Linked DNA regions of Macaca mulatta: region 1 is linked to region 2. Evidence: chromatin contacts called from public Hi-C data. All regions are on one chromosome and are shown on one strand. Each heading gives the region's core, a stretch centred on a gene start, on an enhancer-like site or on the middle of the called end of the contact. The rest is flanking DNA. Distances are from core to core; before and after follow the strand shown.

The links. Hi-C and Micro-C count contacts between places; a contact is called where the count stands out from the background.
Region 1: a Hi-C map of CD4 T cells shows a contact between it and region 2, with 3 times the contacts expected there. The contact joins two enhancer-like sites. A contact is called at or near these places in 8 of 14 Hi-C or Micro-C datasets (CD4 T cells, blood, cortical neurons and 5 more).

Annotation. Positions count from the first base shown.
Region 1 is chr17:94,135,809-94,139,185 of T2T-MMU8v2.0, reverse strand. No RefSeq gene overlaps it. Among named protein-coding and RNA genes, the nearest start is that of TM9SF2, 56 kb to the left of the region's middle. Within about 2 kb of position 1,750, at least 8 of the 40 cell types and tissues checked have an H3K27ac peak or open chromatin away from gene starts, as enhancers often do. A contact at or near this core is called in CD4 T cells and blood, where this site is marked.
Region 2 is chr17:93,990,566-93,993,908 of T2T-MMU8v2.0, reverse strand. All of the region lies in intron 4 of UBAC2 (UBA domain containing 2), which reads right to left. It overlaps LOC114673447 (a long non-coding RNA gene), which reads left to right. Exons shown (of 2, transcript XR_003724164.2): 1 at 1-2,191; 2 at 2,387-3,343. Among named protein-coding and RNA genes, the nearest start is that of GPR18, 24 kb to the right of the region's middle. Within about 2 kb of position 1,883, at least 15 of the 40 cell types and tissues checked have an H3K27ac peak or open chromatin away from gene starts, as enhancers often do. A contact at or near this core is called in CD4 T cells and blood, where this site is marked.

The sequences.
Region 1 (3,377 bases), core at 501-3,000, 150 kb before region 2:
CACAATGAAGAAAAATTGTACAGAGAAGCAGATATTCTCAGAACGAAAATACTTTATTATTTATTTATTTGTTTACTGAAACAGTCTCATTCTGTCACCCAGGCTGGAGTGCAGTAGTGTGATCACAGCTCACTGCAGCTTCAACCTCCTGGGCCCAGGTGATCCTTCCACTGCAGCCATCCTGAGTAGCAGGGACTACAGTCACGCGCCACCAAGTTTGGCTAATTTATTTATTTACTTATTTTTAGTAGAGACAAGGTCTAGTTTTGTAGCCCAGGCTGGTCTTGAATTCCTGGGCTCAAGTGATCCTCCCGCTTCAGCCTCCCGAAGTGTGGGATTACAGGTGCGAGCCACTGCACCCAGCGTTGAGAAGTTATTTTCTCTGAATTATCAGCCTGGGTTAAATAGGTACTCATTATCAGCTGAGAGGCTTGAAGTATCCAGGCGGCTTTCTCAACAGTGTTTCTGGTGCAGGAGGAGATTTTTACCGTCCACAGGGCAGAAGTGTGAGATAAGACCCGGTATATACAGGTATTTCATCTGCTGTGAGATAAAAAGCTATTAAATGTAGTTCTGCCATAAAGAAGGTCTTTTTCTTGGAGGCTTGAGAAGCCAAGTGGCTACTCTAAGATACTCTGGGACAATTATCACGGAGAGCTCAGGCAGCTGAGGAAAACAGACTCTGGGGTCTGTTTTTATATTTTATAAAATATATTTATTTTTTTTATATATTTATAAAAAATAAAATATATTTATTTTCTTCTTTGTGTTTGCAAACATATCCCATGCTTTCTACAAGAGCATGAATTATTATAGTTTAAAGATTCACATTCATCAAAGCTAGTCCCAGCTGAGGCAGATACAGGTGAGTGATACATGATGGGGTGCACGCTGAGGTCAGGGAATCCGTTCATCAGCACGTTTGTATTCCGATCTCTGTGTGTGTATAGCGCTGCACTTGGTGATGAGGGGAGACAGGAGGAGGAGCCACAGTTCTGCCATAAAGGGGAGGAAAGGGATGGAAGGGAAGGGACCTTTAGGACTTACTGTACCCCAGACACATTTATACACACGTGACTGCCTTAATATTCACAGAGGACCTCTGTGGAGCTGTTATTATGATCCTCATCCTGCAGAGGAGCAAAGTGAAGCCCAGAATGGGAAGCTACTCTGCCCAGTAACAGCAAAATCTGCACCTCTGGAATCCCTGTCTGCCCTGCCCTGCCGGACCCGGGCCCATGAAGGGTTCCTCAACGATGTCAGGCAGGCAGTGTGGGCCCTGGCAGGGGGAATACCCCAGTGGGAAGGATAAAGGAGTTTTGGCCGTCAGTCACTCTTATCTGGAAAATCAAGAAATTGCCCGGACTTTCCCAGAGGCACAGGGAGGTTTGGACGTGTTAAACTGGACCCCACGTGGTGGTGCGCCCCTGTGGTCCCAGCGACTCTGGAGGCTGAGCTGGGCTTGAGCCCAGGAGGTCGAGGCTGCAGTGAACCACAGTCTTGTCACTGTACTCCAGCCTGAGCAACACAGTGAGACCCTGTCTCAAAATAAAAATTAAAATTTTAAAAGTGGAGCCCAGCTAGAGGCAGAGACAGGCCCAGCAATGAAGAAGCAGTGGGCTGAGAGGGGTGGAGAGAGTGGGGTCCCTGCATGCTTGCCAGAGTCCCCCGAGGCACTTCCAGTTAATAAGTAAAATGTATTTCAAATGTGGCTGTCAATCCCTCATGGAACTCCCGAACTGGACTTACTTTCATCATCCTCTTTGTGCTGTCAAGCCAGGTGTTTAACAGCCCTAATAAAAGACAGCCAATGGCGTAAGACTTTTCTTTTTTCACATAAAAACCCACTAAGCTCCCCGCAGACATCAGGCCTTTCACCTGACTCAGGGCCCACGGTTCTCCGGGTGTAGACCTACGTCAGCAGACAGCGGCTTATCGGAAGTTGGGCCCTCTGACATCAGCCAGGAAGGAGCAGGCTATGCTGCTGGGAACTGCAGGCCTGAAAGGCTGTTTTTCTTTCTGAGTGAGCAGTAAGGTCACTCAAATAACCCACTCCTGAGTCACGAGGCCTTTCTGACCTATCACTCTGGAGGGCAGCTCTGTTTATTTCTTCTTTGTGGTGACAATGTGGGTGTTACCTTGGGGAGCCCATTGAAGAAGTTCATTGAGTGAGAAGGCTCGGTCGGGTCTCTGGGGCTGCCGTAACAGACTCGGGGCCTCTGATGACAGAAATGTATTTCCTCGCTGTCTAGAAGCTGGGAGGACCTGGTCAAGGTGTGGGCAGGGCTGCTGTCTCCTGAGGCTCTCCACAGCATCTTCCACCAGGGGCTTCACGTGTCTTCCCTCTGTGTGCGTCTGTGTTCTAATCACCTCTTCTTGTAGGGACACCAGTCATGGCACCTTGTTTAATCATAATCACCTCTTTATAGACCCTGTCTCCAAATACAGTCCCATTCTGAGGTACTGGAGGTTAGGACTTCACCCTACGAATGTGTGGGGTGCAATTCGCCCCTGACTTCGCTGGAAGTGATGGAGGTGATGTTGGTCAGTGGGTTCCAATGCTCTGCTCTCCCTACGCTGATCGGGGACCGGCCTACGTCAGGCCTTGCCAGGTGACTGCGCCCACCCACTGAGAGCCAAAGATGGAGGCTCCCAGAGAAGATGGTCCCAGCCCTGCCCCACTGGCCTGGAACCCATCCTTCCAGCTCCGATCACACGCTGAGGAAAAAGATCCCTAATCCAGGCAGCTCAGACACCTGCTAGGACCCTCCAGACCCCAGCAAGAGTGCACCCTGCAGTCCCGGCAGAGGGCAGAGTCAGCCACACCTCAGCAGCACTCCACCTGCTCAACGGCATGAAAACAGTTCCGCGCCCGCTGGACCTGGAGGCGGCGTCTTTCTAGGTCACCTACATGCAGGGCACCATGGCGATTTGCAGATACAAGTGCCACACACACAGAGAGAGCCACGGCCTGCCTTATTCTGCTGCCCCCAGCATTTTTTAAAAAAATAGACAGGGTCTCACTGTATTGCCCAGGCTGGAATGTAGTGGTGCGATCACTACTCACTACAGCCTTGAGCTCCTGGGCTCAGGTGATCCTCCCACTTCAGCCTCCAGAGTAGCCGGGACTACAGGTGTGCACCACCATGCCCAGCTAATTAAAAATAATTTCTTTGTCAAGACAGGGTCTCAATACAATGCCCAGGCTGGTCTCAAACTCCTGGCCACAAGCAGTCCTCCCGCCTCGGCCTCCCAAAGTCCTGGGATTACAGATGTGAGCCACTGTGTCGGGCCCCTGTCGATTTTTGAAGGATCCAGTCGCATTTCTTCATTCATTTAACACATGTTTGTAGAAGGCAAATTCGTGCTAGGCATAG
Region 2 (3,343 bases), core at 634-3,133:
AGTGGCATTAAGGCATTAAGGAAATGTCTGAGCTACAATTCAGATGGGCTTGAGTTTCCATCCAGGCTTGCCACTTAAGTAGCCATCACTTAGTGACTCAATCCTCAGACCCTCAGCTTTCTCATGTAGAACACAGCAATACCAACATCTACTCTTGCAAGTCTGCTTGTGGCTATTCATTTAAATCAGGAACATACGTCAAACAAGGTTCTATGGTACAAAATTGTTCAATACAAATTTATTAAGATTTCTTAAGAGAAAAGGTAAATCCTGCTGTCAAAAAAAAATCTCCAAATGGAATGTGTAACGTTAACATTTCGGCCGGGCGCAGTGGTTCAAGCCTGTAATTTCAGCACTTTGGGAGGCCGAGATGGGCGGATCAGGAGGTCAGGAGATCGAGACCATCCTGGCTAACATGGTGAAACCCCGTCTCTACTAAAAATACAAAAAACTAGCCGGGCGTGGTGGCGGCGCCTGTGGTCCCAGCTACTTGGGAGGCTGAGGCAGGAGAATGGCGTGAACCTGGGAGGTGGAGCTTGCAGTGAGCCGAGATCGCGCCACTGCACTCCAGTCTGGGCAACAGGGCGAGACTCCGTTTCAAAAACAAACAAACAAACAACAAAAACATTTCATAATGTTACTCTATATTTTTTCGTCATATTGTCACTAATATTAACAAATCTATCCTTGGTATTGTCATTTATTTATACAGCAAATAATTATCAAGTGCCTCTATGAACCAGCTGTTATTCAGACTGGAATAACAAGTGAAAACCACACAGACCAAGTTGCTGTCTGAATCCTACATCCTAGAAGCCAATATTAAACATTAAGTAAGCAAACAAAACAATTTTAGGAGATAGGAGAACTGTAAAGTGTTGATTCTAGCTCTGGTATACCCAAGACTGATTATTTGCCTTCCCAAATATTCTCTGAGCTACTTTCATAAATTCCCTTTCTGCTGAATCAGCCAGAATTCATTCTATTACTTCATCTAACAATCCAGCCAAAACAGAGATGCCTATTCTCTTGTAACTGACAAAGCCTTTTTCCTTGAGTTCAGGTAACAAAAGCACATTAGATTTCAAGCACATTAGATATTTCAGAACTCACATAACATGCACCAAAAAATCCAACCCTAAGATAGGTATGAGATTATTTTTGTGTGTTGTATATTTTGCTATGGTTACCAAGACATGGTTAGCATTTTGAATTTTTTTTCTTAGAACAATACAATGATCTAAATCTAAAATCTTTCACAAGGTGCAACTTTCCAACGATAAACAAGAACAGGAAGTGAATCTTGAATACAACCAGACTACAAGTTCCCTTCACTATTAAAGTATCTCCTTTGCTGTCACCCGAGTCTGACTTAACCTGCGTTAAACTTCCATCATTCTAGCCTAACAGTTATTAATATCTTTATTTCTTTTTGAACAAAACATATTTCCTATCAGACTGGAAATTTTGACACACTCAAATGTCTGAAGTCCCAAGAGGAACACAGCTAAAATAAAGGAATTGAGCAGCAAAGCAACTCAGAAAAGCAGAAATGAAAACAGATGTTAAACCTCTTTAAAACAAATTTTTACTAATAGCCTCAACCAAAGCTATTTCAGTCAACTACTAGAAATATTCTACCTAGTCAAAAGGTCTCAACAAGCTTCACAGGTCATCAGCTCTTCAAGGGTGTGGGCTAATTCTTTCCAAGGTTCTATCTACCACCCAGCACCATGCATGTCATGACCCTCCATCATGGGTGACTTTGCCCCCCAAGTGTCATTTGGCATTATCTGGAGACATTTTCAGTTGTCATGACTGGGGTAAGACTGGAGGAAGGAGGTTTTGCTACCAGCATGTACTGGGTGGAGGCCAGTGATGCTGCCAGCCACCCTGCAGTGCACGGGACCGCCCCCACCACAAAGGGTTATGCAACTAAAATATCAAAAGTGCTGAGGGTGAGAAAACTCTAGCTTAGGTCAATGATGCCACTGCCCTTCATGTTCAAATACAAAATCACTGATCATGTGGCTTCACGTAGCCTTCTGGCAACAGCTTACGGGCCCTTTTAAACTGGATACATTAGGTCTGTTCCCTGGTAAGACTCTGGCCCCTGAGACTGTCACTTTTGAAATTCCTGCAGTGTTAAAAGCCTGAGTCTCCTTTCACAATTAGCCAGCAATTCCATAAGGTAAGTACCTCTGCATGCCACTTTGATTCAGAAGGCACAGATCTTCAAACATTACTAAAATCTTGTTAAAATGATTGGCAATCTCAGTTCCTAATCAGTCCTCAGGCAATGTCAAGACATAAGTGAGACAAGAAAAGCCTCTTTGTCTTGTTATGTATCTTCTAACATCATGATTTTTCTTTTATCAATTTATAGAAAATAGCAAAATAGCACTGAAGGTTTCTGAGCCTGTTTCCTCAAAGGAGATGCGAGTTCTCACCTTCCAGGGCTGTTCTGAGGAGGGAAAGTGGCACATCAATGGGCCCACCTGCAGAGTGTCTAGGATGAGCCTGGCGTGTGCTCGCTGACTGCCAAGGTGACGTAGTGCCAAGTACAATGCCGGACACATGGTATCCAACACCCAAATACTGAACTGAGCCCAAAAGTGTGGGAACTTTTTGTTCGAGAAAGGACATATCTTGTGAATATAAGAATGAAAGGATTATATGCTTCTCTCTAGGTAAGATGTGGAAATGATTTTATAAGTCCACATTTCAATCCTTAAAAAAAAAAAAAAAAAAATCACTGAACCCAAATGTGAAATTCAACTTTTATACTTTTCTTTTTTTTTTTTGAGATGGAGTCTCTCTGTCACCCAGGCTGGAGTACAATGGTGTGATCTCATCTCACCGCAACCTCCTCTGCCTCCTGGGTTCAAGCTGTTCTCCTGCCTCAGCCTCCCAAGTAGCTGGGATTACAGGTGCCCACCAACACATCTGGTTTATTTTTGCATTTTTAGCAGAGATGGGGTTTCACCATGTTGGTCATGCTGGTCTCAAACTCCTGACCTCAAGTGATCTGTCTGCCTCGGCCTCCCAAAGTGGTGGGATTACAGGCATGAGCCACCACGCGCAGCCTATATTTTTCTCTTAAGAGATTTGAAGTAGCTTACTGAGTGAGAGAGAGAGAGAAAAAAAAAAGAAGGAAGGAAGGAGGGAGGGAGGGAAGGAAGAAAGGAAAAAGGACATTAGCAGAGACACAATAATTTAGTGCAAAAAAATAACTGAAGCAACTAGCGTGTGGCAGACTGAGCCCAGTCAGTTTTCTTTGTCTCTTCGGTATTAAAGAACACTCTTCACTACTCCATGCTGAGGGAGCTGTAAGAGAGAGTAA